4 separate regions of the Mus musculus genome follow, and regions 1, 2 and 4 are each linked to region 3. A link is a contact called in public HiChIP or PLAC-seq and promoter capture Hi-C data. All regions are on one chromosome and are shown on one strand. The core of a region is the stretch at or near the end of the contact, and the rest is flanking DNA. Distances in the headings are between cores, read along the strand shown. Region 1 overlaps Wdr27 (WD repeat domain 27). Region 2 holds the start of Wdr27 (WD repeat domain 27). Region 3 holds the start of Thbs2 (thrombospondin 2). Region 4 overlaps Wdr27 (WD repeat domain 27).

Region 1 (6,299 bases), core at 3,521-6,020, 190 kb after region 3:
CCGTGCTTTGTTTTTGTTTTTTTGAGGGCACACCATACTGTCTGCATACATCTCTGGCAACAATGTGTAAGATTCCAATATTCTACATCCTCACCCGCATTTGTCATCACCCATCTTTATGAAGTATTTTATTTTTAGTTGTGTATGTGTACACATCTATCGAGAGATAGATGCACATGAGTGAAGATGCTCACGGAGGCCAGAACAGAATGTCCAAATACCCTAGGACTGAAGTAACAGGCAGTTGTGCATCACCCATCATAGCTGCTAGGAACCACGAGGAGCCCACACTCTTAACAGCTGAGCCTCTTCTCCAGTCCCATCTACACTTTGTCCTTTTGATTGTTAAGAAGGTCTGAGCCACCTCTCCAGACATGCCCCTGGTCTTTTTGACGTGTGTCAAGTGGTGTCTCCTAGTGGTTCTGTTTGCTTTTCCTTTGTATTGATGGCATAGCCCTTTTGCATATACCTGATGACCATACAGAGAAGTGTGTATTCAAGCCACTTTTGGGCCATCAGTCTTTGACATTTGCCTAAATCCCTTCCTTCATTTAAGACTTCAAAGAGAATTCTCTAACTCTACCATTCATCCCTACTTGTCCAGAATTCTCTGAAAGACAGCTTTCCGTCATCAAGTAGGATACCTGGCTAACTAGACATGCAGCCCACAGTAAAGACCAGATAAATATCACTCCTGCCCTTAAAAAAATATTAAGCCTTGACATGGGGACTGTGCTGTCATCATTCTTCAGGAGTCCAATCTGGGAAATAAGCCTTAACATGGGGACTGTGCCGTCATTGTCCTGCAGACCAACCTGGTTTAGTGTGCTGGTTCTATTTTTGTCTTTGGCTATTAGTTTTATGGTTCTAGCTATTATCTTAGGCATACAGATTTTTTTTAAGCAATGTGTCTTAAAAATCAGCTGTAGTTCTTTCTTTGACCCCTACCTACTTCTCCCCTGGCCAGTGTACTTTGATGGTGTCTCTTTTTTCTAAGATTTATTTATGAGTATGTTGTTGCTATCTTCAGACACGCCAGAAGAGGGCATCAGATCCCATTACAAATGGTTGTGAGCCACCATGAGGTTGCTGGGAATTGAACTCAGGACCTCTGGAAAAGCAGTCAGTATTCTTAACCACTGAGCCATCTCTCCAGCCCTTGATGCTGTCTCAATGGCTTATATGCCCAGCCTAGCTTCCTGCTTCTCTATTATGACTTCCCTATGTGACCATAGGGACTATGATACCCTCTGCTTCTCTCCGATAGCCTCATCATATGGCTTCTTTCATGGCCTTGTTCTTGTTCTTTCTATGAACAAGAACTGTGTGTCCTGTGTGTCCATAACACCCTCATACTTTTTCCTATCATTTGGCTCCTGTATCCCTGGCTCTCCTCACATCTGATACAGAGCTGACCCACCTGTTTACCAGAGTTATTTGGTGTCTGTGAGCTGGGATAGCATCCAGAGACCAGAGTATGATGTTGAATAAGACCGTTGGAATGGCGTTCTTTTAATACTGTCCATGTGGGATGTGGAAAATCTGTTCACTCTTTTATTTGGAAACAATCCTCTGATTTACTCTTAAAGGCTCCCTAGTGTCACCATAATGGTTGGGACAAGCTCTCCCACCTAAATGCTTTTCACAAGTAACTGATCAGTCAAACCAGATGACTATTGGTTTGTTAGAGTTCAGAATCTTTCTATCTAAGACCAAGTTTCTTTAAGTCTACTGTGGAGCAAAATAAACTTTTCTTCAAGTTAATACTTCCTTTTCTTTCTTGTTCATAATAGTCATTACTTCTTCTGGATTTTCTAGATAAACAATTTTTCTTCTACAAATAAAGATGAATTCACTGTGCCTTTTCATAATGGCATCCATGAGTTTCCTTGTCTAAAAGAACAGGCAAGTGCCTCTGACACCCTGCTAAACAGTGACAGCCTTTAACACTCCTATCCAGGCACTACCTCTGTTTTTCCTTAGGAACATGCTAGTTTTAAGCTAAGATAAACATTTTGTCATTTTAAGAGAATATTAATAGATTTGATTCTACTGGAGGATTTATGAATAAATATACGATTCCACTAAAATGACATTTCTGCATCTATAGAGATGCTTAAATAATTCTATTTTTAATGTTGGTTATTAATGCATAAGTTTTTACTAGTAGATTTCTTAGTATTTGATCTTTTTGCATTTCTTGACATAAACCCATCTTGGTGTGATACAATGCTATCAACATGTTGGGTTCTATTTGTTCCTATTTCACTTCAAAATTATTCATTGATATTCATAAGCTAAATGAAGCTTTTCTCTGAAAGATTACAAAGTTTTTCATATCAATTACATTCACTGAAAAAGAATAATCAGAATACATTCTTTAGATATTTATGATTTGAAATGGATATTATTGAATATTGCTAGTCTTTAAGAGTCAATTAAAAATTCCCTGAACCTGCCACTTTCCTACAAAGGAACTCTTGAAATATTTCTCCATTTTCATTCTATAAAACTAGTCCTTTCCATTTACTTTTTCTTGGGGGGGGTGAATTTTGGCAGAGATTATGGAGGGAATTCCTTTCTATGGAAAACTATGCTGGATATGAGTCCCTCATTCAAGTGGGGTTCTTTACAATGGGACCTGCAGGAGTGGGTGAATACCATGATCAGAGGGTGAGTTGCATCCCTCTGGACTCTGGACACTTCTGATTTGTATCTTGTGAGAACAAAGCGGCTGGGGGACTGAGGCAGGAGGATTAACCTGAGCTATATAGCTAGGTCCTATTTTAAACAACCTCAAGGACGTCTCAGCATCCTCCAAACAGGAAGGTGCTGTGGGTTCTTCTCTTTAGATGTCTATGCTTCTTGAGGAGACTGAATCATTGTAGTTTTGGATACATCACAAACAGATGTGGTAAATGTTTAAATTGTTCAGTGAGGACAATTTACAAGTAAAAAGATATATACTTGCTTTACATTTATGTATTACTGAGTATCTGCTATATACCAGGTGAAAGAAATACAGAGTTGGGGCTGTATACAGAGATGGCTCAGCGGGTAAGAGCACCAACCGCTCTTCCGAAGGTCCTGAATTCAAATCCCAGCAACCACATGGTGGCTCACAACCATCTGTAATGAGATCTAATGCCCTCTTCTGGTGTGTCTGAAGACAGATACAGTGTAATTAGATATAATAATAAATCAAAAAAAAAAGAAAAGAAAGAAATACAGAGTTACTTTTTACTCTTTGGCCAATGCTCTTGTCCTTATTGAAAAAAAAAAAAAAGTCCATTCTTCTCACTTAAACCTCCAGTGATTCTTTTGTTAATCTTCAGGCACGGTTTTTGCATATGTTTTTTCATATAGAACATACAGATATACATAATAAAAGACTACAAATCCACTGATTTGAAGGTTGATTCTCAACCTTCCTAATGCTATGACCCTTTAATATGGTTCCTCATATTGTAGTGACCCCTTAACCACAAATTATTTTGTTACTACTTCATAACTGTAATTTTGCTAGTTATGAACTGTAACACAAATACCTGATATGCAAGATATCTTTCAGCCTACAGGTTTAGCATTGCTGCTCTAAATGCTGTCTGAAAAGCAGAACAATGACCATCACTCCATTCTAACGTGATAAAAGAACAACCAATGCGCTGGATCCCTTCCTTTCTGTGACAGTGGGATCCTGTGCTGCTTAACTGCCAAACACTCGTTTCTGTAAAAAGCCACAGCGCTAGGATATAAAACACCACATAGGAAGTCAACCAGGGACCGTCTCAGAAAAACACTTTTCTTTGCTTATGTTACTTGAATGCAAAGTGTCAATCACAAAGGGCTTGTAAGAAATGATGGTAACCTCAAACAAAAGTATAGTCAATGATGCATAAGTCTTCAAAGCTTCCTAGTAAAGTTTGCCATTGTTTTGAAACTAGTTTGGCTGTATTCCAGAGACACTAATGAATGGTGGATAAAGTGCCTTTACTTATGTTGTGTCTTTTCTAAGCTGTTCTTTTTTTTTTTTCTCCATGATTTCAGTGATCATTGATCTTAATTTGCATCTCCTCAAGAAGAAATGCACGTATCTTGCCATCCTGATGTTCTGTCCTGCTTGCTGACAGTAGTCTCTTTCTTCTCCCATGGGAGCCTGAGCATGTTTTGGAGACTATGTTAGGGGCTGGGTTAGAACCAGGAATGCTGGCACCTGCACTACCCTGCACCAGTACCTCATAAGCATCCCTCAGCTCAGACCCAGGTTCTTGCTTAGGTACCACCATCTTGGTGCCTCATGTGACCCTCAATATGGAACTTTATGAGGACACTTTATAGGAGACAAGTGACCATCAAGTGACCTTTCAGATAAAGCAATTTGAGGCACACAGTGGAGGAGGAGGGAGGGGCAGCATAGTTTCCAGCCAAGGAAACTATGAGAGGTCTCATGAGAGAGCTGGCCTCCTCTGTGGGCTTAGCCTCCAGCTATGTGGCAATGTGTTGCACAGTCCTGGGACACTCTAAGATCTCTGAGTTCCCAATCTGCAGGAGATATGGATCTGGCATAGAGGAAAGGTGGAGAGGAAGAGAGGCAACTACACAGGGAGAAGCATGCAGTTCTCTGAGACAGGGAATGCCTTGTTACACATGAGCTGCACTGAAGTGTAACACTTGATGCCATCACCTTGTCGCTCCTACACCACACATTACAGTCGTTCATGGAGCATGTACCCATGTCTGGGATGACTAATACATGGAGAAATGAGTGATACATGTGAGAGTGTATTGTGACTCAGTAAAAATGAGCCGTTCGCAATCACAGCTTACTATTATGGACTTCTAATGCTGGGTAACTGCCTTCAAATACTGTCAGACATGAAACAGATTTTTATCCCAGTACTCAATGGGGCTCAAGGTCTTTTTGATACCACCACCTAGAAACCCTACAGAGCAGGCACACATACATACATGTCTGTCCTCCGCACCACAAGCCATGAGCCTTCCACAAGGACTAAAAGCAACTCCACAAGGGTAAGAGCGGTTTGGATGCCCCTCAAAGCAGCGCACACACCTGCAAGGGGACAGAGAAACAGCTGGGCAGAAAGTGCTTGCTACAGCTTAAGACAAATTAAAAAATACCAACACATCTCCCTTTACAAAATCAACAAGCTACTATCTACAAAACCAAAGCTTTCTTGGATGTCTATGTATGTGCTGAGACTCAAACCCACAACTTTTTCCATCCTAGACACTCTACCACTGAACTACATCCTTGAAAAAAACTTCATATTGAGAATTATTAAATGGTATAGAGTTAAGGGATCTTTAAAATAATTTAAACTCTTTTTTTTTCAAAATTAATAAATTCCTACAGATGACAAAACTAAGGGTGAATTCACCTTTATGTAGGAGAAATGTTAAATAAGCATTTTCTGGATATTATAAATTTTTCAAACCGATTTTATAAAATCCCAAATGATATAGAGAAAGAGCCCACAGCTTTAGGGGAGGTGTAGGACTCTAATAAGAGGACTGAGTACCTCCAACTTAGCAAGTACCACATCCGGGTCTGGCATGGCTGTAGCTATAGTGTAATCGCCACCTCTCACATCTCTGACTCTCAGAAGCTGCATGTGGTGGCCCTCAGAGAACAGACTAGCACCCATGCTCCACCATCCCAAAGTGACTGCGTCAAATCTGTATAGGAGGCAGTCTTCTCCAGAGCTTAGAGACTAGTCACAGCCTTGTGTTCTCTGTAACAAGGGTCAGGTTGCATCCCCAGCTCAGCTCCAATTTCCCTCAGGGCAGTGCCGTGATGCAGGCTGGCCTTACCTCAAGTTCCTCAAGTCCCACAGTCGAATCCCATCACCAACAGCTGCCGTCAGGAAAAGATTATATGCCAGGGAATGCTGGGCTACAAAGGATGATCCCTGTAATCAGATAGGGAAAATCAAAAGGTAAGAGCTTTCTGAACATCTTACTTAATTTGGGAGGGGACGCACGCCACAGTGCATGTATAGTCATCCCTCTGATACCTGGCAGGAGTTGGTTCTCTTTCTCCACCATGCAGGGCCTTGGGATCAGACTCACATCTTCCTCAGGCTTAACCTCAAGCACCTTTACCTGGTAAGCCATCTCCCAGACCCTAAGATAAACTTGTAAAGACTACTGACACCTAACAATACTGGAATCTAAACCCAGAAGTCAACATAACCTTTCTTAAATTGATAGCTTTAGAGTAGGACTTAAACCTTCCATGTAGCCATGAATAGCACAACCACCTATGTAGATAACAGAGT
Region 2 (6,545 bases), core at 2,525-5,024, 250 kb after region 3:
TGTAGTCTAGCTAAACAACAATGGCTGCCAACAAATAGAAAGTCCACAAATCCAGTAGCGTTCAGTCAGTGAGGCTGGGTGTCTCAGATGTCTTCAGTATAAGCTGAAATCCTGAAGAAGTAGGTACTTGTGCCCATTTAGGATTCAAGTCGCCAGCCAGGGAGGGAGGGCAAGCAGGAGAAGGGCGAAGAACTTCCTTCTTCCATGTCCTTTATGCAGACTGCATAAAACCTTTAAAAGTTTAAAAGTTTAAAGGTTTACATGTGGGTCTTCCCACTTGTGATGATTAAAGAAAATTCCCAAGTGTATCCAGCCACTTGGGTTTTAGTACAGTCCAGATGTGGTCAGTTGGCAACAAAGAATAAATGTCACAGACACAGAGCAATGTCTTCTTTTAACATAGTACTTTAAATTGATTCCTTGAGAATTCCATATACTTAAACAATATATTTTGATCCTTTCTCCCTCTTCTCCAACTCCTTCTGGGCTCTGCCACAAACAAATCTCCTCCTATCTTCCTGTCCTGTTTTTTTGGTTTTTGTTTTTGTTTTTTTTTTTTAAAATAACCCATGGTGTCCAATTAGAACAAGCAGTGTATGCATGGATCAGGGCTATTCAGTGGGGCATGAACACCTACCAGTGGCCACACCCCCAAAGGAAGATACTTTCTACTCTTTCTCCCCTAGAAGCTATCAGTTGCCAATAGTTCTTCAGGTAGGGGTGAAGTCTCATGCTGGACTTCTTTTTTTTTTTTTTTTTTTTTTTTTTTTTTATAATTTTTTTTTTTTTTTAAGATTTATTTATTTATTATATGTAAGTACACTGTAGCTGTCTTCAGACACTCCAGAAGAGGGCGTCAGATCTCGTTACGGATGGTTGTGAGCCACCATGTGGTTGCTGGGATTTGAACTCCTGACCTTCGGGAGAGCAGTCGGGTGCTCTTACCCACTGAGCCATCTCACCAGCCCTCATGCTGGACTTCTGACAGACTTGATCATGTAGAAGTCTTATACTGACAAAAACTTTAAAAGTAAAAGCAGAAAGCAAACAAACAGCGCGCAGGACTCAGAATTTGACATTATGAAAACATTCACCATCATTAGTCAGCTCCCCTGTAGTCAGGTACAACCATGTGGCTGTGCTCTAGCCTGGGCAGCAGGAGGAAGCATGAGTAACAGATCTCACTTTATAACCCTGGCCCTCGGAAGTCTCACCTACATAACTCTCAACAGTGGTTAAATACAAAGTCTGGGCGGGTGGGAGGGGTGGCTACAAAAGGTGGCACCACAGGATGAAAGAGGTCTGGAGGCCTGCGAGCTGCCTGGGAGGAGAGGAGGGCCTGGTTGCCAACACAGGTTCTATGCAGAACCAAGAGACTGTTTAGCATACCAGGGCTATATAGTACAGCACTGAACTCACCCTCACAATGGGAATTAACTTTTAAATGACAAAAATACACAGAGAATTAACCATTTAATTAGTGAAGGTGCCACAGCAGTAATGCTGGGTCTTCCATCCTGACCCACTGTCTTACTGTGTTTCCTCAGAGATAACATGGAATAGCATATCCCAGACATCCTACACACAGGAACATCAGACAGATAATAAGACTACAGTGTGTGTGAGACAAGGGGAACAACTCAAGAAATGCATTGATGAGTGAAAGATAAAGGCACTCTGGTTCTAAAGCTAAGTCAGTAGAAAAGAGCAATCGTCTCGGATATACTAAGAGCTATCTATACACTACACACAAGTACACATGCGATTGCTCTAACTCAAGGAGCATCTCGGCTAAAACTAGTTCCTTCTATATGTGTATTCTTAAGAAATAAAATTGCTTCCTTCTGATTATACAATATGAAAAATGTTTCTCAGTAGCTACACAGGTAGAATCAGGTCACTTCATTCTTGCGTTTAGAAACCATAATAGGCAATTCAACAGCTGATGGGCTCCCACAGAAAATGGCAGCATCGTAAAAATACCCTTGAACCTTCACTTACATCAAAAGATAAAGTTCTCCACGTTATCTAGGAAAGGAATTGAGCTCCAATTCCAGTACCCTGAAGACCTAGACATTGAGGATAACACTAACAAATAGCTATAGCTAACAGAGTGACATAAAACAGCAAAATGACACTTAGGTTCTTAATAAGGTTTCAGGTTCTTTCCTAAATTATCAAATATGATGAAAGATCCTATCTTTATACTTAGGAGTTGGTTGGTTTTTTGTTGTTGTTGTTGTTGTTTGTTTGTTTGGTTTTTTTTTTTCTTGTAAGCTACGAAGTAACTGGTATCCTGCTTTTGTTGGCCTACTAATTTTGAACTTTTGGGCCATTATACTGCATGTATTACCTAATGCTCTTATTTAAATGTGTCTCCCACAAATATTCCATATTGAACTCTGTCTTCCAAGGTGATGATGGTCTTAAGGCTCAGAGGGACAATGGGAGGTAATCTCGGTCTTGAATGTGGAACCTCCTTGATGCGATTGGTGTTCTTGTAAAATGAGACAAAGAACTTCTTGCCTTTCCACCCATTTATAAACCAGGAAAAGTCTCCAGACATGAAATCTAGTCTTAAGAACTGTGTGCATGCTTTCTCCTCCAGCCAAGCAAGATGCCTAAAGGAAAGACAGCCAAGGGAAGAAGGTGACCCTGAGCATCGCCGGTGTCAAGGACCAGGAGGCCAAAAAAGTGGTCAATCCTTAGTTTGAGAAAAGGCCCACGAATTTCGCCATTTGGGAAGGACATCCAGCCCAAAAGAGATCTTACACGCTTCATCAAATGGCCCCGCTACATCATGCTGCAGCGGCAAAGAGCCATCCTCTACAAGCGGCTCAAAGTCCCTCCTGCCATTAACCAGTTCACCCAGGCCCTGGACAGGCAAACAGCTTGCCCACAAGTACAGGCCAGAGACAACGCAAAAGAAGCAAAGGCTACTGGCCCCTGCTGAGAAGAAAGCTGCTGGCAAAGGCGACGTCCCAACTAAGAGACCACCTGTCCATTGAGCAGGAGTCAATATAGTCACCACCTTGGTGGAGAACAAGAAGGCTCAGCTGGTGGTGATTGCCCATGATGTAGACCCCATTGAGCTGGTGGTTTTCCTGCTTGTCCTGCCCAGGTTGGGGCGCCTGGTCCACAGGAAGAAATGCACCACTGTTGCCTTCACATAGGTTAACCCGGAAGACAAGGGTGCTCTGGCTAAGCTGGTGGAAGCTATTAGGATCAATTGTAATCACAGATATAACGAGATCCGTCGCCACTGAGGAGGCAACGTGCTGGGCCCTAAGTCTGTGGCTCGCGTTGCCAAGCTGGAAAAAGCAAAGGCTAAAGAACTCGCCACTAAACTTGATTAAATGTACACTAAGTTTTCTAATTACTAAATTACTTCCCAAAAAAATGTGGGGGGTGGGGTGATGGCAATTGTGGGCTTGGGGGGGGGGGAGGAATCATTTCTTACTAGTAGTTCTCATGTTGAAATTTATATTTCCCTTCTGTCATGGTTTAAGACAAATCCAAAAGTGTCCCTCCCGGTGCTGCCCGCACTCAGGGGCTTGTGCTGCAGGGCTTAGGGAGGCCACTCACGCGCGGCTCTGGGGGCGCGGGAGGAGAAGGCTGGACCGGGCGCGGCTCGGCCCTCCGCCATCCGGGAGCAGGCTTCCCAGTCATCCCCTCAAGGGAGCTTGTCGCAAGCTGCAATCCCTGGCAGCCTCACCGACCGTCCAGCCCACTTTCCCCGGAACTCACCGACCACGCCAGCCGCGTCGCTATGGTTACGGGGGAAAGCTGCTCTATTCTCGCGAGAGCCTGGCGTTACCTCACTTCCGGTCCCTTAGGCCGGAGTTGGTTCCCAAAAGCCCTCGCTTCCGGAGTACCACACTTCCGGGCGCGGCCTCTTTTCCGCCAGCTGGGGCGAGTTCCAGGCTGAGCCCGGGTGCTGCGGGTGCTGCGTGGCCTGCGGGGCGTGGCGGTGAGTTCGGGGTTGGCGACCTCGCTATTCTCCAGACACCTGCGCCCCCAGGGGCCTGTCCTAAGGTCCCTCTTACCGCTTCCCTCTTCCCACCCGCCTCCTCTGCTCCTCCCTCTCTGCTGTTCCCTACTCTTTATCCCTTCTCTCCTTCCCCTTCCCCACCGTCGGTTCCCGGGACCCAGGTGCACGAATCTTGGTCTGCGTGGACGAGCACCTCGGGTCACGCCTGTCACCCGTACCTTCCCAGCACAGCGACTGCAGATGAGGGAGTCCCCGAGTTGAGTGCCCCAGCGATGGCTACTCCCTGGAGGCGCGCCCTGTTGATGATCCTGGCGTCCCAGGTGGTGACCCTGGTAAAATGTTTGGAAGACGACGACGTCCCGGAGGAGTGGCTCCTTCTGCACGTGGTCCAGGGCCAAATAGGAGCCGGGAATTACAGCTACTTGCGGTTGAACCATGAGGGTAAAATTATTCTCAGGATGCAGAGCCTGAGAGGGGATGCGGACCTGTACGTGTCGGACAGCACTCCGCACCCGAGCTTCGACGACTATGAGCTGCAGTCTGTCACTTGCGGCCAGGATGTGGTCTCTATACCGGCACACTTCCAGCGACCGGTCGGGATAGGAATTTATGGACACCCCTCTCACCATGAGAGCGACTTTGAGATGAGGGTATACTATGACAGAACTGTGGATCAGTACCCATTCGGAGAGGCTGCCTATTTCACTGACCCAACAGGAGCCAGTCAGCAGCAGGCTTACGCTCCAGAAGAGGCAGCCCAAGAGGAGGAATCAGTTCTCTGGACGATATTGATTAGCATTTTGAAACTGGTGCTTGAAATTCTCTTCTGATCCCTTGAATATGCTGGAGCACAAACCCTTATTTTCACAGAGCGATTACAGTTTGCTGCGAACCTAGCTACTTGACCTGGTGAAACTCTGGTTACTTTTTTCTAGACTAGGATGGAAAAATAAAGCCATACAGTTTTGTTACCTCAGTTTACTCCCCAAGCAGGAAAAGCAGCAAGCACAATATTTTAGAGATTAAAATTCCTATAAAAAGGAGTCTGCTCAATAAAATGTTTAAATGCATTTTGGTTAGTCAGGTGAGTAAGAAGATTACAGTAACAGGCTGTATAAATCAGATTAAACTTTACTGCTGGTGCAGAAGTTGATGACTGTAGAATTTATAGACATTTAAATGAAGTACAGCACTTCGAGTTTTAAAGTCTTTAACATTTTAAAGCCAGGTGGAAAATGCAGTGACAGGTTCGCTCTTCCCAGAGCCTCTGCACAGTAGGGGTATGGTACCTGATACCCAAGCAAGCTCTCCTGGCAGCAAGTATTGACAAACTGTTGCTGTGCTGGTGATTTAGAGTCCAAATCCTGTTGTACCAGATCTTGGGCCATTTGCCCTTTCCTCTGCTTAGCCAGATTGGAGCTTTCTGGTTATTAGGTAACTATGATACTACCTAATCAGGTCAAGACAGAGTCATAACAAGTGGTAACTTTGTTATATTCAAGAAGAAATACTTCAAATTAAGTTGCTACTACCTCTTTCTGCTGATCTCTGGAAAAAACAACACTATGAAATTAAAGCCTGGGGAAATGAGCCATTTCTCTGACTTTGTTTCAAGGGTAGAAGTTGCTAATAAAGAAATAAATCAACTTGATGTTTAAGGTCATCGTTAATTTCAAAAAAGTTTTTATTGGCATAAAAATGAAAGTGTTGTAAATAAATTGGCACCAAATATCCCAAACATGAGGGTCAAAGCCTATTTTACCCCTCTTTGCTGTTTTTCCCCCTTCTGCCCACTTTCCTGGGTGTTGGGGGAGCTCGCTGACAACAGTCACAAATCCAGCGACCTAGGAGAAAAATTGTTAGTTAATATAGAGTGGAATTTTATTTTTATAGGACTGAGTACAAACCATCTAATCTCATTCCTGAGCTATCTGTAGTGATAACTCCCTGGGATTTTTCAGTGGGAGGGAGTACAGACTGGTTCCTTAAGCCAAGGAAGAGAATGTAAACAACCCTTAATCAGTGTAACCAATGCAGTGTGAACGTTAGTGCATGGCCAAACGGCATTGTAAAAATCATTTGTACCTTAAACAAAACTACTGTTACCCTTCTGAAAATTCAAATACCATCATGCTTTTGAAAGCTCAACAACACAATTCCTAATGTAGAACATGTTAAAGAAGCTGGCTTTCTATGGCCTTTTCCTCCACTATTCTAACAGTGTTCTCTCTCTCTCTCCCTCTCTATCCCTCTCCATGCACTTTAAAACTAGCACCTATCCCATACACTTGATCTGAATTACTACAAAAACCTAAGTGACTATTCAAGTTGGGTATTTCTAAAGGACTTCCAGGACCCTTTTTTTATAGAGTACTATACGGTGTTAACTATGCAACTAAGTTCTTCAAATTGCACAATTACCTGTATAATGTTTTAATAGAATTACTGTGATTTACTATTTGAATCTGTGTCCATCCTAAAGTTATCTGGAATTGTCATGTTGCCTCACTTTATAAAAATCTCTTAGCATATGTAAAGACATCGCAGTCACTTT
Region 3 (6,788 bases), core at 3,322-5,821:
AGGCTCTATCCCATGACTGCCACGCTATGTACGCACCCTGAAGTGACTCTCTCGAGATGCACCTTTGGCCACGTACATCCTGCTCCTGTCTACTTCTAGCTGCTCATAGAATGGTTCTTCCAGGGTGACACTGTCGATAAGATCGCAGCCCACATACAGGCTATAGGTGTCACTGGCCACCTGCACAGTCACATTCTTCCACTGGGAGTCAGCCAGGCCCACATCCTCCAGGAAGTTGGTATGCTGATTGCCTTCTACCCAGTAGTTGAGGTCCAAAGTGTCCCCTGGGCCATTGGACACAATCTCAAACTGCCTCTGGGAGGTGCCGGGGCCTTCCAACACCAGGAGCGTTCCCCGAGACTTGCGGTCCTGCTTCAGTTGGGCTGTGAGGAAGAAGCCCTCCTTTCTCCTTGCAAGCTTGACAATCCTGTTGAGATCATCTGTGTTCACTGGGGGGATGTAGTCAAACCGTACAAAACGGTAGGCGGGCACCCCGGGGTCAGGCCCTCGGAACTGCTTGGCACCGATGGTCTTCCGGTTAATGTTGCTGATGCTGAAAAGGTCAAATGAAGTGTCCTTGACGTGGTCACCAGCTGCCAAAGGGAACCACAGGGTCACAGTTATCACAGGCTGATGCTGAGGCTTTCCTGAATGCAGACTGGAGAGCCATAAGCCATAAGCTCACAAGGGCTTCCCCCGCGACAAGGCTCAGAGACTTTCTGTGCGTCTTTCTCTCCCACCCTAGCTGAGCCTGAGCCGGCTACCCACTATCATGGAGGCTGGCTTTCTCCAGGACTACAGTGCAGCAGGTGTTCTGGGCCTTCCCAGAACCCAGAACATGGCTTCATCCATAAACAACATCTCACTGGAGGCCCTGAATTCCAGCCCCTGAGCCCTGCTGTTCTTTGTCCCAGATTTGGGCAAAGCACAGCCTCCCCTCCATCTTGGGACTGGGGAAGAGGGAGGCTGGAAGGGGGACCTTTGACTTTATCGCCATCCACTAAGTCCTATGTTGCATTCTGAGGATGATATTCTTTCTCAAACATCTTCTCATTTCTATAGAAAGACTGCCAATAAATAGTAAATACTGTGCACTATGAACCAGTATTTGAGACAACAATGGACCTCACCCTATCAGTAACTCTTTGAAGTCACCATTCAGCTGCCAATGAGAAAATCATCAGATCTCATCAAAACTAAACAACAATTCAAAATAAGACTAGAATGATAAAACACAGCACAGCTTCTCATCATGCACTGACAACCGAAAACACAGAATAAACTGCTGTGTATAGAGGCATAAATGTTGTCGTTTTTATAAAGGTATTGACAGTGACACAATTAAAATAATTAGACTCTGTGACTATTGTTACTAAATATGGAGGTCCAAGTTTTATGAATTATTTTATAAATTATACTAATATACCAAGGACAAGCTGTGTGAAGTAAGTATCTCACTACTAGATGCAGTGCATTGGTCTCAATTCCTAGTTTCCAAAAGACAATCTCTCTGTGCTATACAGACTCAGAAATCTTTGATTTTTTTTTTATTTATTTACAAGCATGTTTAAAAAGCTTCATATGCAAAATACGACTACAACCACTTGCTGGTCTCTCGTCTGCAGCTAATTCACCATTGCACACAGAAACAAGAAGATATATCCATACTCACCAGAAGCTCTTGGCCCTATGCCCAGAGCCAGCAGGGCCAGTGCCCAGAGCATCTTGTCTCCACCTGTGACACTTAGGAGAAAACCAACCTCGTGGTTGAAGAGTGCACAGCTACAGCCTGAGTGTCACCAGGAAGTTTCTTCACGTGACCTTTGAAAAACAGATTTCACACAAAATCAAAAGCAAATATAACTGTGGGAAGCAAAACTCTAGATAATATACTTTCTTTCCAACCAGATTCTTCCAACTGCTACTAGCATTTATCCCACCACTTCTCCCTGGCATGGAGGTGAGGGGGTCCTGAGGCCTCTTGCTGTACTAACACCATAACAACCCGGGGTTCCTGTGAGTGTGAGTGTGCCTGCTCTTTGGAGGAGCCAGTGGAAGATATGCCAGAGCATTGTTTCCCTGGGGACTCTGCTATAGCTCAGTTGCAAGACTTAAGTCCAGGAGACCTGAACCCAGGCAAATATCCTGGCTGATAAGACTCTGGAAAGGCTTCTTTGTAAATGTCCAGGAAAACCAGTTATGCATAGCTTCATTACAGGCAATCAATACTAACTACATTTCGAAGTTTGGAATAAACTCGGTGCATTTTTCTCAGGACAAGCAGAAACTTTCCCTCAGCGAGGGCTTTAGCCTACTTTTCTGTTCTCCTGCAGGCCTGTGTTTCCATTTGCAGGGATTCTAAGTTGGCTCAGCAGACCCTGGATCAGAAGTCGGAGGCCTGGCCTGAAGCCTGGTTCCTCTGCTCCTCTGTTAACTCCTTAAGGGCTTGCTTCCCCATGCTCAGCTCTCAGCTCCCCCTCCAACAGGCCAGGTTCTGTTCCATGTCATTCCCTGCTCCGTGGAAACTGATCCGTGCACTGTAGTCCCTCATCTCTGTAAAGATGGCTACAATGGGATAACTTCTCATTGAGAAGGACATCTCAGCAGTTCCCCTCTCCAGAATATTTTTGCTAAGCTGGAAACAATGCCCTCCACCAAGGGACAGTTTTCTCCCCAGAGGGAGACAATGGGGCAAGAACTTGGTCTTGCCCCATGAGCAGTGCTTATGGACTGAGCGCTAGGTACATTTCAGGAGGCAGCCAAATACACCATGTCACCTGAGTGCTAACACCAGCTTTTCTAACCAGGTGGAAAGAGGGCAATCTTTTCACCCTCCCACTAAGTTGCTTTGTCCATGGCTTGAAAAACCTGACTCTTAAAGTATCAACTTCTCTAGATGCTAGAGAAAGACCCTATGCAAATAAATATCTCCAGAGCTCTTTGAGGCACAGCAAACACTCAGGATGTGGAACTGTGGCTGGGAGGACTCCCAATGTCAGTTCTTGAGGTGACATTTTTCTGAGGATTCAAGTATAAAGTAGACCTTGTCAGGTACTTTAGAGAATCTTCAGAGTCCACATCTGAAGACTCCAGCTTGCCCTATCCCTGAGTCCCTAGTGCAGGTGTTTGCCACAGGGCAGCTGCCCCTGAACTCCATCCCCAACTTTCTCCTTATTCTATGGACAAATGCTGTCTCTGCAAAGACAAGTTCCATCTTAAAATGACATTTTACAGCTCAGGCATACAAACACAAACAGAGTCCATTAAACTGTGTTTCGGTAAAACCAAGCTCAATCAAGAGTGTCACAAGTAATCAACGGTCATTAACAGCATCCCATCTAATCTTGCTGCCTTCCCCACATGGAAAAGGGACCAAGAAGTGAATAGTATTTGGTCCTGGATCAAGCCTCCTGGGGCCAATGCAATTGCATCCAAGCTCCATGGGTCACACACACACACACACACACACACACACACACACACACAGACTCTTCCCCATCCACAAGTCCTCACTGCAGGTTATGAGTAGACTTTCAAAGGTTTTCTGCAACAGGCTATTATCACTTTTATAGGTCTTACACAAGTTCACCCCACAGGAACAATCGAAGTGAAAGTGTGTTTGCTGGGTGTCTCTAAACATCTTCAACTCCTACTGTTTTGCCCCCCTCCCCGCCCTCCTCCTTCAGCACCAGATCACTTTCTTTTGACTGCCCCAGGCTACCAGCTCTTTTGTATGCAAATTAGCCAAGCTGCAACCCAAACACAGTCCCCTCAGGGTTCTCCCCGCCCTGTACATTATAATTATAATGACAGCAACACTTGTTCAGCTCTTACTAATGTTTAGAATCAGATCCCTATAATCCCGTTGGTTATTTTTTACATTTTCAAGAGATCTCTTGACATTCCTTTCTCTGCTTTCTCTTCCATAGCAAACTTTGGTAGAGAAACTTTCTTATTTTTAAGTAGAAAATGTCAGTTCCCCCTCCCTGAACCCCAGCATCCTTGGAATGAAGCCAACAAGCCCCTTGTTGCTTCACAGGGTTCCTGCTATGAGAGACCACGAAAGACACTCCCCACATCCCCAACCCCTGCCACCCCGGGGACAAAGACAGCAGTGAATGTTCTTGGCAGGTCAATAAGTTTGCAGAGCAAGGACGGTGAGGACGCCACTGGGCTAAGTGTCAGAGGACACAGCTGGACTTCCCCTTTAGACCCCTGGAAACCGTAGCCTTTTCTGAAAGATCACAGCCAGTGAAATGTCTTAGAAATAAAAAGGTACCTGGTGTGTTTGCAAGTGAATGGTGACCGACGCCAGTACTCTGTCTGTCCTGAGGGGGACTAGCTGCGGCAGGAGAGGAGAGGCCTGGCCAGGGAGGCTGCAGACATCGGACTGGCTCTCTCTGCCTCCCGGCAGTGACCGGCTCCTTTATACGCCCTTTCCCCAGGAGGCCTGTCAATCAGACACATGCGGAGGCACGTTTAATTCATTCTTTCGAAGGAGTGTCATAATTCGTCCTCTGGTCTCGCCATTTGCTCAGAGTACCTGGTTACCCAGTCCAAATCCAGCCCCTCAGAGCTAACGCCCCTCCTACAGGTCCACCCAGGCTTTCCAGACAGGGGCCCGGGGAGGAGTCAGACAAGAGGGGCAGGCCAGGACTCACTTTTCCTGTCTTCTCTCAGGAAATAAAATGCTATAAATAAAACCAGCAAGATTGGCTGGGACTCCCCATTTTGCTGAGGAGAAAAAAAAATGCCAATTCTATGCTTTAAATGTGTTTCGAATTACCCAGTGTGATACTGGCCTTTCTAAAACAAGTGAGTAACAGTCAAAACTACAGGACAGACAGTAAGTTTACCACACTGCCGGGAAGTTATTATAGTCAAAGAATTAATTTTTTTTAATGAATTTACCACAAAAGAGAGCCCACCCATTGTATCTCTGACCCGCTTCTCAGGAGAAAAGATTTTAATTTGAACTCACTTCATCTGCTCAGTCGAGACCTGCAATTCTCTGTGACCCTGGCTCCCTGAAAAAGCCCAGTCCTCACCCCAGTCTTGTTGGGACAACTTTGCCAAGTGTGGGAATCCTGCAGTGAGAGGCAGTCCTCGTGGTTATCAAGATAGGGTGGGGGCAGCTTAGAAACTCAGTGAGAATCAGAGGGCCAGACCTAAGTCCATGGGGGTTAAAGCCAGTGCCAGGGTGCATGGTAGCTGGATGGGATGGGGCTCATCACACAAGGAAAGCAGTCAACAGGAAAGACTTGGTCAGGCGGTGATGCACCAGAGCCCAAAGAAGATGGTAGATTTGTGGCATCTCCCACAACCTCCTCTTGGGCTTCATTCTTCATAGACGACACTCAAAGCTTTCTGGACATTTATCTGGTTGACACCTGATAATAAATAAGTCAGGGCTTACTTCAAGAAAAGGAAAGATAAATTAAATAGAGAAAGTACTTAGCCACTTTCTGTTCTAGGTGGGAGACTTAACTGAAGGACCCTGCCATTGTGTTGGATCCTCTTAGATTGGAACCAAAGTGGACAGGGAAGACACCAGGACAAGGCACAACCCCCCCCCCCCCCCCCCCGCTGATCTCCAATCCTTGTGTTTCTGTTGAGGTGAAGGAACCTTTGAACCTACATGGTGGAAGGGGAAAACTCACCTGTAAAATTGTCCTCTGATTCACATGCTGTGACACAAGTGCACATATACCCAAACACATACACGTACCTCCATACGCAGATCAGCCAAATATAATACAATTTTAAAATAAGTATTATTTTCTAATTTACAAAAACAAAAGATTAGCCTCTAACAGTACATTTTTTGAAGGAAGATGCATTGCTTTGAGTCACCAAATTAATGGCAAAAACCTTCATTTTTAACTAAAATAATTAGACTCAAATTTATATTTGGATTCAAAGCCTGAAGGGAGACGTGACCAGGCTCCCTGAAGAGTTTTCAGTGCCTAGCCGCCCCTCTGCTACTTACAGTGGGACCCTTTATGGCAGAGATTCCAGGGTAGAGCAGAGGGCATAGGGTACAGGATGGGCATACTCTGCAGCCTGTAGGGCTCCCTGCTGCTAGTAAAGTGTAGAAAGACTTCACCTCTGAAATATCACACACACACACACACACACACACACACACAGACACACAGACAAATCAAGAGAGTTTGATGGAAGAGCTGACAGTACATGATATGCAATGAGTCTTGGGAAGTCCAGGAACACACCAGGCAGGGACATACGCATAGTAGGGTCAGTGTTGAAATGGGCTCCTAAGGTAGTGGCTGCTGAGAGCTATGGGTAAGTCCAGCCATGACCACAGGACTATCCCAGGAGGGAAATCATGGAGCTGGTGTCATTGACCCTCATGTCCATTCTATAGCATAAAGGGGACTGACTCTCCAAGCCACCTTACTCAGTGCCCTTGGAAGGGGTATGATGTAGCAATGGGGCCAGTAAAAAGATAATAGAGAAGCTGGGGTTATCCAAGTAACATGTGAGGAAGGCACAAGACACAGAGAGGGGTAGAGAGAGGAAGGTCTGAGGGAGTGTGTCTATGGGACTCTGTGGATGTTAATTTGCTGGACCAGAGTCTTCATATAGGAGAACACTAAGATGAAGTCGTGTCAAAGGAAGTCTGTTCCCACCAACTGCTTCTGCCCTCATTAGAATAGAAGAGTGTCAACCCAATGACAGGAGTGATAGTGATCAGAGGTACTTGGCCATCCCTGGCTGGGCCGCTGTGGGAGTGCAAGACTGGAAAGCACGGTTGAATGCTGCAG
Region 4 (6,240 bases), core at 1,580-4,079, 150 kb after region 3:
ACCTTTTCTTTTTGTCTACTTTTTATGTCATATTTAATTTATGAAATGTGTTTCCTTAAAACATTTTTATACAAATATTTAATAGATTTGATTATATACACCTCCCTAACTCATTCTCATCTTCTTTACTCTCTCTTATTTTTTATCCTCTGAAGGTATCATGCAAGGTTCAAAGAAGGGAGACAGCCAACAGTCCTACCCAGACATGATGAGCATGTGCCACATCAACAACCAGCATGAGACAATAACCCTAATGGTGCAGTAATTGCATACGCATTTTGGCAATAGCCAACAGCTAGGCTTAAGTCCCACTCAATAAGACGGAAACTATGCCTGATACTGAAACCTAGCTAACTATGCATAACTACTGAACTCATGGCTATTAGAGGAGAATCTTCAACCTCTAATTTACTAAACCAGCATAATTCCTAATAGGTATCTATAAACATCTGTCCTTATATCACAGAGAAGTAAGTATAGTCCTCACCCTTCATCAAGGAATCTTCTTTTAGATGGAGACCACTACTGAAAACTACAACTGATGACAATGCACAGTTGTGGGCCCCATCAGTCCTGATGTCAATACCCCAGTCTAAGGCCCCAGGAACATTGTAGAAGATGGGTCAAAAAGACTGGAAGAGCCAGAGGGTGGGGAAGGTTGCTGTGAGACTGTGTCTCAATCAGAAGCTATGTCTATAAGGCCTTACCAACATAACTGTCTAAATCTGAGCTGAAAGATGGTGATGTCAATGGACATGCCAAACTAAGTGAAGAAAAGTCCATGAGGCCTCTCCCTACACAAACCCTATTCACTTCTACACAAACTTCAAGTAACCAACGAGAGCTGGGAGCAGGAGTGGTTGTCTTCCCCAGGGAGGAACACCCAGTGCTGATGGTCAGCTCTGAAAATATAAATACAAGTAGCATTACACAGAGTAAACAGGTTATGTTAAGGAACCGTGTAACAACAAAAAAAGAGTTCATTTGATATCCTGTAGAAATTGAGTAAAGCGTGAACCACATGGTCATCTCAACAGACAAAAACAATTACACAAAAATTAAACATTTTCATGATTACAAAAACACCAAACAGACTAGCAATAAGGGGGGCTTCCCTGCACACTATGGGGCCCAGCATGCAAACCCCACAACTGACATCATCCTTAATGACAAAGTCCTGGAAGTGTCTATTAAAATCAGGAACACAACAAAGATAGCTACTCTTTTTTTTTAATTAGGTATTTTCCTCATTTACATTTCCAATGCTATCCCAAAAGTCCCCCATACCCTCCCACCCACTCCCACTTTTTGGCCCTGGCATTCCCCTGTACTGGGGCATATAAAGTTTGCAAGTCCAATGGGCCTCTCTTTCCAGTGATGGCCGACTAGGCCATCTTTTGATACATATGCAGCTAGAGTCAAGAGCTCCGGGGTACTGGTTAGTTCATAATGTTGTTCCACCTATAGGGTTGCAGATCCCTTTAGCTCCTTGGGTACTTTCTCTAGCTCCTCAATTGGGGGCCCTGTGATCCATCCAATAGCTGACTGTGAGCAAGGGATAGCTACTCTTATACTAAGGGAAGTTAATAAAGAGAACTGCACTCACCTGGAGTGGGAAGACCTGAAACTGATCTTTCAGATGGTAGAGTCATATGCACATAAAGTAAGAAACAGTCAAAACCAATTATACCTAATAAGCAAGTCCAATTGGATCACAAAGATCAATATACAGAAACCAACTTCATTTCTATATGATTACACCCAAATGGTCATCCTAAAATTAACTTTAAAAATATTAGGTGGAAAACAAGAGAAATAAATGGTATTTGTAACTGAATCTTCTTTTTCTTCACCTGTGGATGTATATAAGTATAAACACATACAGACCTATATATGCTCAGAAAGAAATATGTGAGAGTTCTAGAGTGTCCATGCCTGTGAGCTGTCATGTTTTCCCTTGTGCTTGCTGTTTCCCTCCCTGTCCCTTTCTCTCATCTCACTGTCTCTGTCTCTCTCCTACCTCCCCCTGCACATCCCTTCCACGTATTTATTTTGTTGTGATGGGGTCAAACCCAGAGCCTCTCTGCCACTGAGTTTTTTAAATAGGATCTTACTAACTCAGGTTGGCTTCAACCACCTGAGCAGCTGGGATTACAGACCCGATGACCACACCTGGCTTGTTTACTCTATTTCCCGAAAGAATATGCACTATTTCTTTTTACAAATTGAAAAAAAAAATGAACAAAAAAGTCAAAAAGTTAAGAGGTACTGTCTCTGCAGTTATAAAACAGTAACTCCAACAATATATTTTCTGTCATTGCAGCTTACATTTTCACAAATAACTACATATTACATGCAATTTCTATTAAAGAAAGTCTGTTTTATCATAGCCAAACTATCAATTGAATCCTTCTCTTAATTGTTCTTGAGAACAATTAGCACAAAGATACCCACACTTGCACAAGTCTATACAATGAGTGGCTTATCTGTCAGACACTGTTATTGTATTGCCTCCCTTCAAAGTCTGTTGCTCTCTTTAATCTGCTTGTCCTTGAGTAAAACATACTTGCCATTCTTATAATTCACAAACTTCATTAGCAAAGTTCAATAATAGAACCAGCTGTGTAACTGGAATCCTATGTGCTGAGAAGAACAAAACTGCTGCAGCTTATTTGAGATACATTTTTAAGTTGGATTTATAAATCACTTACAAAGAAATTGAGCAGAACTAAAATTATGGTCCAACTGTCACATTCCTACAGTGTGACCACAGTGTGCTCAGGGCTGGAGGCCACAGCAATGAGTGTTTGCAGACCTGAAAGCTTTGCCAGACCATCAGGGACAAATATCCTCGCCAGCCAGATATTAGATCAACAACCATTAAACATAATCTGAACCATCTTCCATGGCCAAGGCTCAAGAGCTGAAATCCAAACAGTCGCCCTGCTGCTGAGTGTCCACGTGCTGCATGAGCCCCTAGAGACCTCGAGGAGAAATGCCATGCAGAGGACAGAGCCAGTGACTGACACTAGAGATGTGCCCAGCTTTCATCCCTCCTTCTCACGTACCTTGGAAATCTTTGTTCAGAAAGAGCCTCTCCATTGTCCCCTACTGCTCTGCACCTCTACCCGTCACACTGTGGATTTACAGAGGACACTTGGGACCTGGTCTGTACACAATCTGACTCACGGCTCCCTGGATCACTCATATTGCATAGCTGGCTCCACCGTGTGCAAGACTGCTAGGGTTTGTTGCTGGGCCAATGGCATTGCTCTCAGATGGGAGGGCAGATTTCTGGGGACCTTTTCATTCCCTTCCTCCTTCCTTCCCTTTCTCTTCCCAGGGCAGTCCACCTCTCTGCTCTGTGCAGCAAATTTAGAAAAAGAAATGCTTCTGGCATGAGATCTTCCATGTCATAGGAGTAAATTATATGATTAAAAAATTACATCTTGGGGCTGGTGAGATGGCTCAGCAGGTAAGAGCACCCTACTGCTCTTCCGAAGGTCCTGAGTTCAAATCCCAGCAACCACATGGTGGCTCACAACCATCCCTAACGAGATCTGACTCCCTCTTCTGGTGTGTCTGAAGACAGCTACAGTGTACTTATGTATAATAAATAAATAAATCTTTAAAAAAAAAATTACATCTTTAAACAATATTACTTGTTTCTTTAAGGAGCACATGACTGCACTCACCCACTTATACACACACTCATTGCTGAGGTCAGCAGTTTTTTTATACCCAGTCTGCCTCTGCCACAGCACGCAGTAGGTCCATCCTCCATCCTTACTTATCATATCTGCCCATATGTTGATTGTCTGCTTCACACTAAGCTCCATGAAAGCTCACATCCCACTGTCTTCTTAGCTCTGGTTTTCAACAGTTAAATGAGCTGTCTCTGTTTTGCACCTTATGTGACTTCCTCGTTTATGATCTTCTGTGTCCTGTATAGCTTTTGACTTTCTGTTTTCTGGGCTGGCTCTCCTCTCAGCCTCCATTGGTGTTTGAGAAGGCTGGAAAGAAGTTCTGTGGAATCAGGGACAACACTGGAGCTTCATCTTTTCCTACTGTAGTCCCCCATGATAATTCTTTCTCTACCCTGGGGTTCATCGTCTGCGGTATGGGCCCACCGTGAGCACAGCCTGTTGCCAAGGATGTGCTGCAAGCACTGAAGACAAAAGAAGGACCTTTCACACCAACAGCTTCCTTCCAGAAAGCAGAAATTCCCACACTGTAAAGCAAGACTCACACGCTGGATTTTGCTTTTGGGCTATCGTCTAGAGTTGACATCAGATGAGCTGACAAGAAATGACAACAGGTCCACATGGCATCAAGGACTGTTTTGCACATAACATGTTCCTCTCTGCAGCTGTGTGTCTGGACAGAGCATGCATGACCTGTAATGATTGATCTTAACATTGGTATGCAGATCCGGATTGCAAACCATTTTTCTTTCCTATGAAAATGGTTAATAAGATTTCTTTAGTCTTAAGAAAACTAAACTATGTCATCTTTATTTAAAGTTAGAACATAAAAAAAATCAAATATGAGTTATACACTTTTAATTTTAATGAAAGTGAAAATTTCTAAATAACTGTTTAAATCATATAAAATTCATTTTAAATCACTTTATCTATTGAAAATTTATGCTTTGATAAAAATGTTTTCAATGTTTTGTTTTATATAATCACCCTTTATTTGTTAATGCTCTGGGTGAGTGATAATGAAGAGAAGATGAAACCTGATGGGAAAAAGAACACCAAGAGTGGGCTAACGTGGATGGAACTCCACAGAGACAGCATCTGACACAGAAACTGGCACTCAGAGTATTGGACACTTTGAGGCCTCACTCCTGAATTCTGTGTTACACAGGACGTGCTTACAACTCTAAGCAGAAAGAAGAGGCCTGCATCACACACAACCCTTTAGAGGAGCCCAGCTGAGGGTCAGCCTATCAGCACACCTGACACATGAATAGGTGCTCCATGATCTGTCTGCTCAAGTCTGGCAAACTTGGGTATTTCTTTCTAGATTGATGTGATACAGGCATATTTAATGAGATCATGGATAAAGTGTATTCTTCATAACTTATTAGTTGGTATGAGAATTCTAGCCCTTACTCTGATGATACCTCAGAACAAGCCGCCAATGGCAGATGGACACACCACATAGCTGCTGAGAAATCTGCATAGGAGGGGTTCAGCATTGTGACAGAACCTCTAATCTAAGGTCTAAGTGAGTGGAGAAAGACAGGAGTGTACGAAGAAGCTGGACCAGGCCCACTACACCATCATCAGAAGGTGGATCCTTCCTAGAGGATGACCATGGACGTGGGAACTCAAGACTTGGGGAGCTAGCAGAAGCTGGGGAGACTACAGCAAGAAGAAGAAATTATGGCACACAGGCACAGCATTTCAGACAACATAACATGTAGGATGGGGAGACACTGACATGTGATGTTGTGCGACATCAGAAAATGCTGTACATGGTGAGGGATAGCTGGGAAGTGAGACTCTATCTGTACATGGTGAGGGACAGATGGGAAGTGAGCCCGGGGTGACTGGGATTGTTGACATTTTCCTGGTGTCAGAGTAACAGGTGTGACTGAACAGGAAGAAGGCAACAGAGACTATTTCATGAGATAACAGAAGAAAGACATTTCCAACTTGAAACTCACAAGTTTTCTGGGGACTTCCTGGGATCAGGTTTTAGCACCCTACTCTATTGGTCAGAGATCCCAGATTCAGAAGTCAAGAAGAGACAAAATAGCTCCATGAGCTCCTACAGCTGACATGCAGAGTGGCCCTGAAGAAAGGTGTGCTGAGCAAAGAGCCTCAGAAGGAAACCCCCAACCTCTTACTCCTGCAGTACAGCATATGTGTGTTAGTCTTCTATCACCTTGACACACAGACTAGCAGTTCTCTGAAAGGAGGAGACCTTGAGTGGCTCCATCCCTGGACTCTTGATCCTGGGTTCTTTAAGAAAGCAGGATGAGCAAGCCATAGGAAGCAAGCCAATACACCTCTATAGCCTTTGCAATAGCTCCTGCCTCCAGGTTCCTACTCTGTTTGAGTTCCTGTCCTGACTTTCTTTGATGGTGACCCGTAATATGGAATTATAAGCCAAATAAGCCCCTTCCTCCCTAACTTACTTTATCATGGTGTTTTGTTGCAATAACAGAAACCCTGACTAAGACAACGTGTTCACCCCAAATTATGGAGACACTGATGACCCCCAAAG

What was found. Promoter capture Hi-C pulls out the DNA fragments that hold promoters and counts their contacts. HiChIP or PLAC-seq counts read pairs in DNA pulled down with a chosen protein or histone mark.
Region 1: a CTCF HiChIP or PLAC-seq map of the NIH/3T3 cell line shows a contact between it and region 3, with 8 read pairs. The contact joins the enhancer-like site here to the promoter of Thbs2 in region 3. A contact is called at or near these places in 17 of 39 promoter capture datasets (the 3T3-L1 cell line, 3T3-L1-derived adipocytes, the HPC-7 cell line and 10 more), 1 of 15 datasets of contacts at CTCF or cohesin (the NIH/3T3 cell line), 5 of 484 Hi-C or Micro-C datasets (adipose-derived mesenchymal stem cells, embryonic fibroblasts, embryonic stem cells and 2 more), 2 of 115 datasets of contacts at active chromatin or transcription factors (embryonic fibroblasts and large pre-B cells) and 2 of 9 other capture datasets (adipose tissue and liver).
Region 2: a promoter capture Hi-C map of embryonic stem cells shows a contact between it and region 3. The contact joins the promoter of Wdr27 here to the promoter of Thbs2 in region 3. A contact is called at or near these places in 3 of 39 promoter capture datasets (cranial neural crest and embryonic stem cells) and 1 of 9 other capture datasets (pancreatic islet).
Region 4: a promoter capture Hi-C map of the 3T3-L1 cell line shows a contact between it and region 3, with 5 times the contacts expected there. The contact joins the enhancer-like site here to the promoter of Thbs2 in region 3. A contact is called at or near these places in 12 of 39 promoter capture datasets (the 3T3-L1 cell line, 3T3-L1-derived adipocytes, cranial neural crest and 6 more), 4 of 484 Hi-C or Micro-C datasets (the C2C12 cell line, the MC3T3-E1 cell line, nephron progenitors and 1 more), 3 of 115 datasets of contacts at active chromatin or transcription factors (embryonic fibroblasts, embryonic stem cells and heart atrium) and 3 of 9 other capture datasets (adipose tissue, embryonic stem cells and liver).

What each region holds. Positions count from the first base shown.
Region 1 is chr17:14,877,786-14,884,084 of GRCm38.p6, forward strand. Wdr27 (WD repeat domain 27) reads right to left here. Exons shown (of 25, transcript NM_175173.3): 22 at 5,833-5,930. Among named protein-coding and RNA genes, the nearest start is that of Wdr27, 62 kb to the right of the region's middle. Within about 2 kb of position 4,771, at least 7 of the 459 cell types and tissues checked have an H3K27ac peak or open chromatin away from gene starts, as enhancers often do. A contact at or near this core is called in the NIH/3T3 cell line, where this site is marked.
Region 2 is chr17:14,939,350-14,945,894 of GRCm38.p6, forward strand. Wdr27 (WD repeat domain 27) reads right to left here and starts at 3,775. Exons shown (of 25, transcript NM_175173.3): 1 at 3,748-3,775. It overlaps 1600012H06Rik (RIKEN cDNA 1600012H06 gene), which reads left to right and starts at 3,835. Exons shown (of 2, transcript NM_026451.2): 1 at 3,835-3,970; 2 at 4,218-6,545. The coding sequence starts at 4,264. The coding sequence ends at 4,821. It overlaps Phf10 (PHD finger protein 10), which reads right to left. Exons shown (of 12, transcript NM_024250.4): 12 at 5,645-5,835. The coding sequence ends at 5,750.
Region 3 is chr17:14,689,691-14,696,478 of GRCm38.p6, forward strand. It overlaps Thbs2 (thrombospondin 2), which reads right to left and starts at 4,572. Exons shown (of 22, transcript NM_011581.3): 1 at 4,280-4,572; 2 at 1,673-1,821; 3 at 37-593. The coding sequence starts at 1,724.
Region 4 is chr17:14,844,167-14,850,406 of GRCm38.p6, forward strand. All of the region lies in intron 23 of Wdr27 (WD repeat domain 27), which reads right to left. Among named protein-coding and RNA genes, the nearest start is that of Gm23352, 55 kb to the left of the region's middle. Within about 2 kb of position 2,830, at least 26 of the 459 cell types and tissues checked have an H3K27ac peak or open chromatin away from gene starts, as enhancers often do. A contact at or near this core is called in the C2C12 cell line, adipose tissue and uterus, where this site is marked.